2 separate regions of the Hordeum vulgare genome follow, and region 2 is linked to region 1. A link is a contact called in public Hi-C data. All regions are on one chromosome and are shown on one strand. The core of a region is the stretch at or near the end of the contact, and the rest is flanking DNA. Distances in the headings are between cores, read along the strand shown.

Evidence for each region. A called contact is a pair of places that touch in the nucleus more often than the background predicts.
Region 2: a Hi-C map of seedling shows a contact between it and region 1, with 3 times the contacts expected there. The contact joins the promoter of LOC123396083 here to the promoter of LOC123398083 in region 1. A contact is called at or near these places in 4 of 6 Hi-C or Micro-C datasets (leaf and seedling) and 1 of 1 datasets of contacts at active chromatin or transcription factors (embryo).

Annotation. Positions count from the first base shown.
Region 1 is chr5H:357,600,193-357,605,292 of MorexV3_pseudomolecules_assembly, reverse strand. LOC123398083 (histone-lysine N-methyltransferase TRX1-like) reads left to right here and starts at 2,092. Exons shown (of 26, transcript XR_006610068.1): 1 at 2,092-2,903; 2 at 3,019-3,070; 3 at 3,165-3,239; 4 at 3,441-3,654; 5 at 4,219-4,342; 6 at 4,423-4,527; 7 at 4,673-4,869.
Region 2 is chr5H:357,744,987-357,750,040 of MorexV3_pseudomolecules_assembly, reverse strand. It overlaps LOC123396083, which reads right to left and starts at 1,835. Exons shown (of 2, transcript XM_045091119.1): 1 at 1-1,835. The coding sequence starts at 1,711.

The DNA.
Region 1 (5,100 bases), core at 843-3,342:
CCTAAGGCGAAAGAAAAACATGTAGGAAATGTCTTCTCCACCCTTTTCCTTTAGATGAGTGCCCAACCGTGTTGTGCCATACAAATATGCACATGTAGCTTAAGCACACGTTTAGTCTGCAAATTATGTTTTCATCAACTCCAAAACACTTAAGGCAGGAAATGCCTTTTCAATCACACGACGTCATTTATGAATGCACTTTCACGGAGGTACATGACCCCGAAGACCTAAGCCATACAAAGGGACTTGCCGCTAAGGGGTTAGGGGCTCCAGGTTCCTAGAGGTCCGCGAGTTTGGGGACCCGTGGTGTCCAAAAGTAGAATGGCAAGGACTCCACTGACCCGACCCGTGGTCCCCGGGGACATAGGGGCCCCATCACAACTTATATTTGCTTGTGGGTTTTACCCATTGAATGATTTGGCATAGTAGAGAGAATGTATGTGTATGGTAGGTATGTCTCCCAACTTCCTTAAACACCTTGGCCCCTCTTAATAGTGTGGTTGTCCTATGACTCAAATAGAACAGAAAAACCAATGCCCTTTTTCTGTTTGAGATACGAGGTCAATAATCTGTGTGGACAATCACTGAGTCCAGACACCTTGTTATCATCAATCCTCACTAACCGTGTTATCATCAACACCAAAGTAACATCACGAGTCCACACACCTTAAGGGCTGGATGAGTTTGTAATCGTAATTGATCACACATAATTTTTTTTATAAACATGATAGACACTACACTATACATAAATTTCCAATAGGATTGTGCAAGTTGGACGCCTAAGTTGGCTATATGGCCCTATTTTGCATGAGTAACATGTTTAGAGATATGATGTACACACTCAATCTATATTAATTTCCAATATCCGGACATTACTAAACTAGAAGGTTAGCTTGATATTGGCGTGTTCCATAGAATCCATGCATGCACGAAGATATGTCTTGCAAGGTGTGTAGAAGGTCAAAATACATCTCTCCATGCCCTTTCATTGCCGCTGCACGCAGTTGTTCGTCTTTCTCACATTCTTTTCGTTTTCGCCGACAAATTTGAAATTGCATGTTTCCACCGCATGCTTTCGACACTGTCACCGTTCTTTCTTTTGGAGGCAACAATAAGGATCGAAAATGTTTTTGACTGAGCAACGACCCTGTAGAGCTTCAATTCTCGGTGATAGAGGCGAGAAATTAGCGTGTGCGATTATATCTTCATTGTGAACATAAGAACAAATCTGGATGAAGACGAATACAACAAACTGTCAAAAGAGCGATGCACATGCACTTTGACTCAGCCCACAATGAAGATGAATTTCTCTATCCGTTGACCTTTCATAGGCAAGGAAAGAAAGGATTTTTTTCTTGGCATGAACTCAAGTACTCTTACCAATTTGATATATTTGTTTCTCAGTTCAAATGCTAAACACTAAAGAATTAGCTATTTTGCTATTCAACAATTGTGTGGGGACCCTAATCGCGTTAGTCTGTTCTTGTAGGAAGGAGAGGCAACATCTGAGGGCGAGCCAGGGATGACGCAACCGCTCAAGGCGTCCCCGTCGAAGCCTCCATAGGAGTGAGCCCCCGCCGTCGCCGTCGTGGTTGTCCATGCGTTGCAAGCGGAGGCGAGCCGGAGGTTAGACATGTGCATGTGAAGGCCTTTTAGCTCCGTCCACCGCTCGAATTGTACCAAGCATGAGTCGGCTTAGACGGGAACCCAAGACGAGGAAAAGGGCGGGAGGGGGTGCGAAGCAAAGAAATCTTTGTAGGAGATGAAGAAGATGAGGAGCGCGGGAAAAAAACGGTTGGAGGAAGAAGATGATGATCTAGCCGCTCGTTGTAGATTCAGCAGGCCGAGCCGTTCGTTTCAAATCGACCGATTTGCTATTTTTTTTCTTCCATATTTGAATGTTCTATATAAGCCGGTTACCATGAACTTTGATATAAACCCCAATGCAAGTATAAAATCCGTTTAGAAATCTTATTGTATCGGGATTCATATTCTTATCACCACATGTATGTATGTACTAACTTGAAGCCGAATTGGAACTCTGAGGGGGAAGAAAAGAAGACCCCATGGTATGATGGCGAGAAGACCAGCAAACGGGCAATGCCACACTGGCAGTGGCAACGGGAGACGACAGCAGCGCAGGCGCAGCAGCCAGCCAGCGGAGCGGAGGAGGGAGGGAGGCCGTGGAGAAAAGAAATCGGGAAATCCTCATCCAGCTCCGCGGTGAGAGAGGGGGAGAGAGGCGCGGAGGCGATGCTTGCTCCCGCGCTGAGCCCCCCCAAAAGATTTCGCGACCCCCCAAACGGGAGCCTCCCTCCCTCACTGAACCCCCCTGCAATCCCCAAATCCCCGAAAGCCCTAGGGCTCGCAGCGCTGGATGAGCGGCACCCGAAACCCTACCCGCCGGCCATGGTGATCGCCGTGGAGGGGAGCTTCGTGCACCAGGACGAGGGGGAGGACGGGGACCACCCCATGCGCTACCTCCCCCTCGGCCGCGTCTACTCATCCACCGCCCCCTGCCCGCCCCCCAAGAAGCCCCGCAGCTCCGCCTCCGCTGCCGCGGGCGGCAAGCCGCCCGTGATCGTCTACTACCGCCGTCGCCGCAAGAAGCCGCGGCTCGAGGAGCCACGCCCGTCCTCGCCCGCGACGGCGCCGCGGCAGCCGGAGGAGGGGGCGCTGGGCAGGGGCTCGCGGCGGAAGCGCCCGCTCAAGCACGAGCTGCTCAGCCTCGGGTCCGCCCCGCCTGCATTGGGCTCGGATGGAGACGGGGAGGAGCTGCTGCGGCGACGGCAGCCGAGGCGCAGAGGGGGACTGGAGAAGGAGAGCACTTCGGCGCCCCGGAGGCGACGGCGCCGCAGCAGCCAGCTGGAGGCCGCCTCTCCGTCCGAGAGGAGATGGGTAGAGTAAGTTGGATCTGTGCTTGCTTCACAATGAAATTCTCCTCACGGCTTCAGCAACAAGGAACGGACAGCGAGGGTACTTGTTTTCTGTGTAATTTTGACGCTGGCTTTGTCGCAGGTTGGAAATTCAGGGTGTGGATCCCCAGGCGTTCGTCGGATTAGTGTGCAAGGTAAGCTCTCGACCACGTCTTTTTGGAGCATCTGGTTATTCCATTACTATGGAATGCAGCAAAACCAGGGCGTGAATTTTGATGGTGAATGCAGGTTTTCTGGCCCCTAGATGATGATTGGTACAAGGGTTCCATCACGGCCTACACAGAACTAACCAAGAAGCATTCTGTATGCTTTCTACATCCCTTGTTCTTATTTTTCTTATTCATGAAAAATTGATGTGCCTGAGTGGATTATCCACAGTTGAATTTGATAATCTTTTCTGCATTTTCCTCATTAAAAGACTTGTTATGTACCATTCAGTCTGCACTATGAAGAGTGCCATGTGAAATGTCGTGTAGTTGATATCTAAAGCTAAACGAACTGCAGGTGAAGTATGATGATGGTGAAGCAGAAGACCTTACCCTAGCTAATGAAAGGATACAATTTTCCATTTCATCTGAGGAAATGAAGTGTCTGAACCTGAAATTTGGAACATCTAACCTGGATAAGCAGGGATACGATGAGCTGCTTGCACTTGCTGTCAGCTTTCATGACTACCAAGGTCTTGATCCAGATGATCTAGTGTGGGCTAAAATAACAGGTACTCTTATGTCTTTTTCTTTTGATTGCCAATGCTTCCAGCCATTAACTGCGATTAGGTGCCAGTGGCCCTTTCTGTTTATTCTGTCAATCATCACAAGTTTTATTGCATTGTTTGAAGTCTCATGGTCCAGATTACTTTGAACTTTTACCGTGTGACACTTTATTTATTCTAGTGTTTATGGTAGTTTTGCATGAACTTACAAGTTCATTTGATTTCTCGTGCTCATCACATGTGTTAGATGGTTAACCGTCTCTTTTTCAGAAAATGCTTTCTAATGTTAACTCCAGTATTGATTTATTATTTGACATTTTCATTATCATCTGCTCAGTTACCAGGCATTAACTTGTTATTTGATAATTGAGTCCTATTTTCCTCTGCATTCCTATACATTCCTAAAGTAAACAAGTGACATGGATTTCCCTTTCTGTTAAATGGTTTCATTCAGTTATGTGGTTGATTTGCCATCTTTCACTGCTTCCTTTTACCTGTAGGCTTCTCACTTTTTTCAGTGACTTGAAATTTGTTTTTATGTAATGAGCCTGGTGTGCTTGGCCTCAACAGGTCATGCAATGTGGCCAGCTGTTATAGTGGACGAGTCAAATGTTCCTTCTAGCCGGGCCCTGAAGCCAATTCGGTTAGATCAATCAATACTTGTTCAATTCTTTGGCACCCATGATTTTGCAAGGTTTGGTTCTGTGAAAAGATTATAGCATATTTTTTCTTTTTCTTTCAAAGCAGTACACTAAAGTTGTGTTCCTACCTCAGGATTAAGTCGAAGCAGGCGGTGCCCTTTCTGAGTGGCCTTCTTTCTTCCTTGCATCTCAAATGCAAGCAAACACGCTTCTCCCGAGGCTTAGAAGAAGCCAAGGAGTATGAGTCCAGAACCTCTTTTATATTTTTATAAGCAATAATTGTTTTTATTTTCTGAATACACATTGTAGAGATTTTTTTTCTGTTATCTTGCATGACACCTTATTGGTATGATACTGAAACTATCGATTGTATTATTGTATAGGTTTCTTCTCACACAACAGCTTCCAGAAAATATGTTGCAACTCCGGAAATCCATTGAAAATGATGGTTCTGATGTTAATGGCCAAGATGACGTCATAGGCTCTTGTGATAATTTATCAGAAGAAAGAGCAGAAGATAATGGAGAGGATGCTGAAATGACTCAAATAGAACTAGGAAATCTTCGTGTGAGCAACCTAGGTATGTTCGAGCAAATAGTATGAATGCAGTAGCTTTTTCCCACCCTAAGTAGAGTGACCAGCTAAGTTTAATGATGCTAAAATGCTCCGGAAACATGTCCATCCTACCCATTTCAAGGATGCCCTGTTTCTCACTTGAATCTTGGACTGCCTTTTTGAGCTATGATGCTGCCGCTTTATGCAAGTTTTTTTTTTGATGGGAGACACAAGCAGAATCGGCACTTTTGGATAG
Region 2 (5,054 bases), core at 586-3,085, 150 kb before region 1:
TGGATATCCTTTGCAAAGCCTTCTTTGCACAAGGCACCTCAGCATCAGCCAGCTTCTGTAGATGCTGACAAGCACCAGCATCTGCAAGACGCCGTCGCGTTCCATTCCCACCACCCATAGCAAGTGCTAGCAGTATTGAGACTGGGTGCTTTTTGTCAATCTCCTCATTCCGGGGGTTAAGCATCTGCACTAACCTTGTCAGATTCTTCTCATCCCTGACCAACTCCTTGCGATTTGATTTCAAGGTCATCAAAGCAAGTAGTGCACGGCCAGCTGACTCCTGTACAGATGCAGGCTTAGCTACCTCCATCATCTTAACCAGCGTGCCGACACATGGTGCCATGCACCGCTTGGTGTCATCACTCACGCCAGGTGCAAGGTCAGCAATCATATCGGCAGCCATCTGCTGCAACAGGATGCTACCACCACGTCGCATAAGGTCTGTAAGTTGTGCAAAGAACAGCGGGGATGAACATAGGATCCTGGCGGCAGAAGGGACTACTGCAAGCGTGTGAATAGCGCGTAGGACAGAATTCTGAAGATCCAGATCGTTGGTGATGTGCAGAGCCTGCAATAGTGGCGGTAATGCACCATCTTGTACAATCTGTTGCTGTGTCTCAAGGTCGCCCATGGACGCGATCGACCACAAGCAGAGAGCAGCATTCTTCTGTGTGTCAGTGGTGCCACTGGCAAGTAAATCAACCAGAACTGGCAACCCACCCTCCTCAACCAATGCTGAGCGCACATCGTCGATCGAAACCACATTCTTGATAGCTGCCACAGCGAGCGCCTGCACAGCCAACGAACCAGAGCCAGGACGGCACGCATTAATCAAGATGGAAACTCCTCCATATGCTGATACAGCCCATGCGCTGCCGGCATCGGCGGTGATGGCCTCAATAGCCACAACGGCACGCTCCCTCGTGGCCGGTGCCGAGGCGGAATCAAGCACGCGCAACAGCGGGCCAAGGCCGCCCTCGTCGAAAACCGCTTTCCGGGATGCACCGCAGGCAGTGGCAAGGAGGGCCACGACCGCTGCTGCACGGTCCCTCAGCGCCGAGTGGGCCGACGCGTCGAGCATGCGGAGCAGCGCAGCCACATCGCCATCGGCGGCAACGATGTTTGCGGCCTCAGCAGCAGGGTCATTGCCCAGCAACTCCAGCAGGGAGGCGAGGGCCTTGAGCTTGAGGTCGAGGCCCCCGATCTGGAGCCGCGCAAAGGCGTCCCTGATGAAGAGCGATTTGTCGGAGCGGGATGCAGCTGCTGCGGGCACCTGCAGCACAATGGCGTTGGGCGAGGACGCCGACGAATCGACGGAGAGGAGCCCCGAACGGAGGAGCAGCGAGAGGTCGTGCAGGAGAAGCGTGAGCGAGGAAGCGGTGATGTCGAGGTCGCTCTGGAGGCGCAGGCGGCCGCCGGGGAGGGCCGGGTCCTGGCAGCGCGCGGACAATGCGTGGAGGGAGCGGAGCGCGGGGAGCAGCGAGGCGACCAGATCGGCGAAGAGCGGGTGGCCGGCGGCCGGGGCGGGCGCGGAGGCGAGCGAGGACTGGAGCGCGAGCAGCGTGGCGTGCAGCGCGCGCCAGCGGGAGTGGAGCGCGTTGGCAGACGCCGCGGCCAGAAGGAGCGGCGGGAGCAGCGCGTGCAGGATCTGGGCGAGCGCGTCCGCGGCGGCCGGCGGAGGCGGAGGCGGAGGCGAGGGCGGCGGCGTCATGGGCGGCGGTGGGGGAGTGGGAGCGGAGCAGGAGGAGGAGGGGAAAGCGAGGGAAAGAGCGGCGGCAGCACATCACATGGGAGTGGTGGGGCGCGGAACGGACGGACGCGATTTGCTTCGGCTGGAAGGAAAAGCTGTAAAGCGGGGCTGGCTGGCAGCCGTTGCCGGGTGTCACGCGCGAGTCCCCGCTTTATTCACACAAACAGGGAGGGCCCGCCGTAGTCGCTTGGCAGCGGGGCAGTGAAAATGCCGCGCCGGACACGCGGCGAGCTTTCCTGTTTTTCTGCTGCTACTGGCCGTTTTTTTTTTTTTTTTTTGCATCGTGTTGGTTCTCGCCGGAAATGCAAGCATGGTGTTTGGTTGGGACAAAATTACTGTTCTCAACTATTGGGCTAAGTAATTCACGAATTAACCTCGTTTGCTAAATAATTTTGAATTCGACCTTTCTTTGTTTGAGAATTTGGTTTGATCTATAGATGATGACATATTGTTTGAGAATTTGGTTTGATCTATAGATGATGACATATTGTTTGAGAATTTGGTTTGATCTATAGATGACGTGTGTATGTGCTAGCAAATATTTATGTTGCAAGCAAGTCCGTTATGTCGAGATGATGTGTGGATGTCCTATGAAAATATATGATGTGTGGATATGGAAAAAAAAGAATGCATTACGTTGATAACAAATTAATATGATTAGATGAAGTTGTTCGCGTTTTTATAGATCATGTTGTTATGCCAAGTTAGTTGATATTCTTTTATATTTATTTTGTAGGATGGCGGGTGATGATGGACCTTGGTATGACGGTTTAATTCCGGAGTATGATAGTGAGCCTCGTGCTCGGGCCATTGAGAATCGGAAGGTAAAGAAGCAAGGGTTGTCAATTATCGGTGATTTCATGTGCTCGGGATACCGAGAATCGGAAGGTAAAGAATCGAGAGGTAAACCAGGACAACCTTAAATGCGACGGCGGAAGGGTTCTGCAAGGATGATCAAGGAGTTATGTGGTAGCAGGATTGAGTGTGTGTACCCAATGATCCGAAGTTAAGGAAGTTGATCATGCACGAAGCACATGACTCACTCTATTCCATACACACGGGAAACATCAAAATGTACATGGATTTGAAAAGGAAGTTTTTGTGGGCCAGAATGAAGAGGACATAGCTGAGCACGTGGCACTTTGCGCGTATGTAGTAGATTTAAGGCGGAGCTACAGAAAATCATTGGACTTTTGCAACCCCTGCCACTCGCATAATGGAAATGGGATCGTACTGGAATGGATTTTATTACGGACTGCCTAAGACCCAGACATGCTGCGACTCGATATGGGTACTCGTGGACCACCTCACCAAAGTGGCACACTTTATACCCGTAAAGACCACCTACACTAGTGCCAAATGGGCCAAGATATACATGAAGATCATAAGCCAGCATGGAGTTTCATGGGAGATTGTCTCCAACAGAGGAGCCTAGTTCACTTCGAGGTTGTGGGAACAGTTGCACAAATCACTAGGAACCCATTTGGAATTCGGCACAACCTTCCACCCTGAGACTGATGGTCAGACTAATAGAGTTAACCAGGTACTTGAGGACATACTGGGAGCATGTGCTCTAGACTATGGCTCAAGTTGGGATGAAAACTTGCCCTACACGAAATTCTCTTACACCAACAACTACCAAGGCAACATAGAGATGGCACCCTTCGAGACACTACATGGGAGGAAATGTAGAACCCCACTAATCTGGAATGGAGTGGGTGAGAGGGGTTTGTTTCGACCTGTTACCATTCAAGAAACTAAGGGAAAAGTGAGGCGGATTAGAGACCGCCTCAAGATTGTATAGTATAGACATAACAGTAGCGTCGATGCTAATAGGAAGAAAGTGTTGAGGTACATTTGTTGTGCCTTGCAAAATACTCGCCCGAAGCGGTGAGGTAGCATACCGACTGGAATTTCCAACAGAGTTGTCAGCAGTACATGACATGTTACATGTTTCCCAACTCAATAAATGCCATCCTTCCACGATGCACACATGTAACCTTGACGGAAGTTCAACCAGGAGATGACCTCACCTACGAGGAGAGACCCGTCGGGATCTTGGAAACTGACAAGAGAAACACCCCAACCAAGACCATTAAATTCTACAAGGTATTGTGGGATCACCCCACGGAATAAGAAGCTACGTGGGAACGCGACGATGGACATTGGCAGAACCATCCGCACCTATTTGCTAGCCACACTGAATCTCGGGGACAATAGTCATCTTAAAGGGGTAGTGTGTCACAACCCAAATTTTTTTTAAATGAGAACCTAGAGGCATATGAATTCATTATTTACATTGCATATTTGGTTTCTCAAACTAACATGACCAACACTTGAATTCAAATTGAATTTTGCGTTTATTTGAAGGCCATGAAAGTTTAACCCAAAATGTTTTTTTTCTAAAAATGCATAAGGGCGGGAAAGTAATTTCCTAAGATTAATATTTGCATGTTTTGTTTTTGTGGACCATGGTTGAAAATAGTTTAATTAGGGCAATTAAAGTATGAACAAAACTTGGCTAAAAATAAAAAAATAGAAAATAAAATATATAACCGTGTAAATAGGCCCATTAGTTCATGACAAAAATAGTTTGTCAAGATACATTGAGAAAAAGTTCACGTAGTTAGAAATATGCCCAAATGATTTTAGGGACGGATTCCTCTTTGAAGAAAATTCAAAATCAAAATTCAAAACACAGAGCAGAATAGAAAAACAAAAAATGGGTGAGGCCAGCCGCCCACCCACTCGTGCGCGCTCTCTCTATCTCCCTCTCCATGCGAGGCACGCCCCGCACTCCGGCTCCACCCACTACCTCACATAACCACTGTTGTGTTTGATACGTCTCCAATATATCTATAATTTTTTATTGTTCGATGCTATTATATTACCAATTTTCGATACTTCCTATGCAATTATATGTTGGAAATATGCCCTAGAGGCAATAATAAAATGGTTATTATCATATTTCCTTGTTCATGATAATCGTCTATTGTTCATGCTATAATTGTATTAACAGGAAACAGTAATACATGTGTGAATAAATAGATCACGATGTGTCCCTAGCAAGCCTCTAGTTGGCTAGCTCGTTGGTCAATAGATGATCATGGTTTCCTGATCATGGGCATTAGATGTCATTGATAACGGGATCACATCATTGGGAGAATGATTTGATGGACAAGACCCAATCCTAAGCATAGCACTAGATCGTATTGTTCGTATGCTAAAGCTTTTCTAATGTCAAGTGTCTTTTCCTTCGACCGTGAGATTGTGCAACTCCCGGATATCGTAGGAGCGCTTTGGA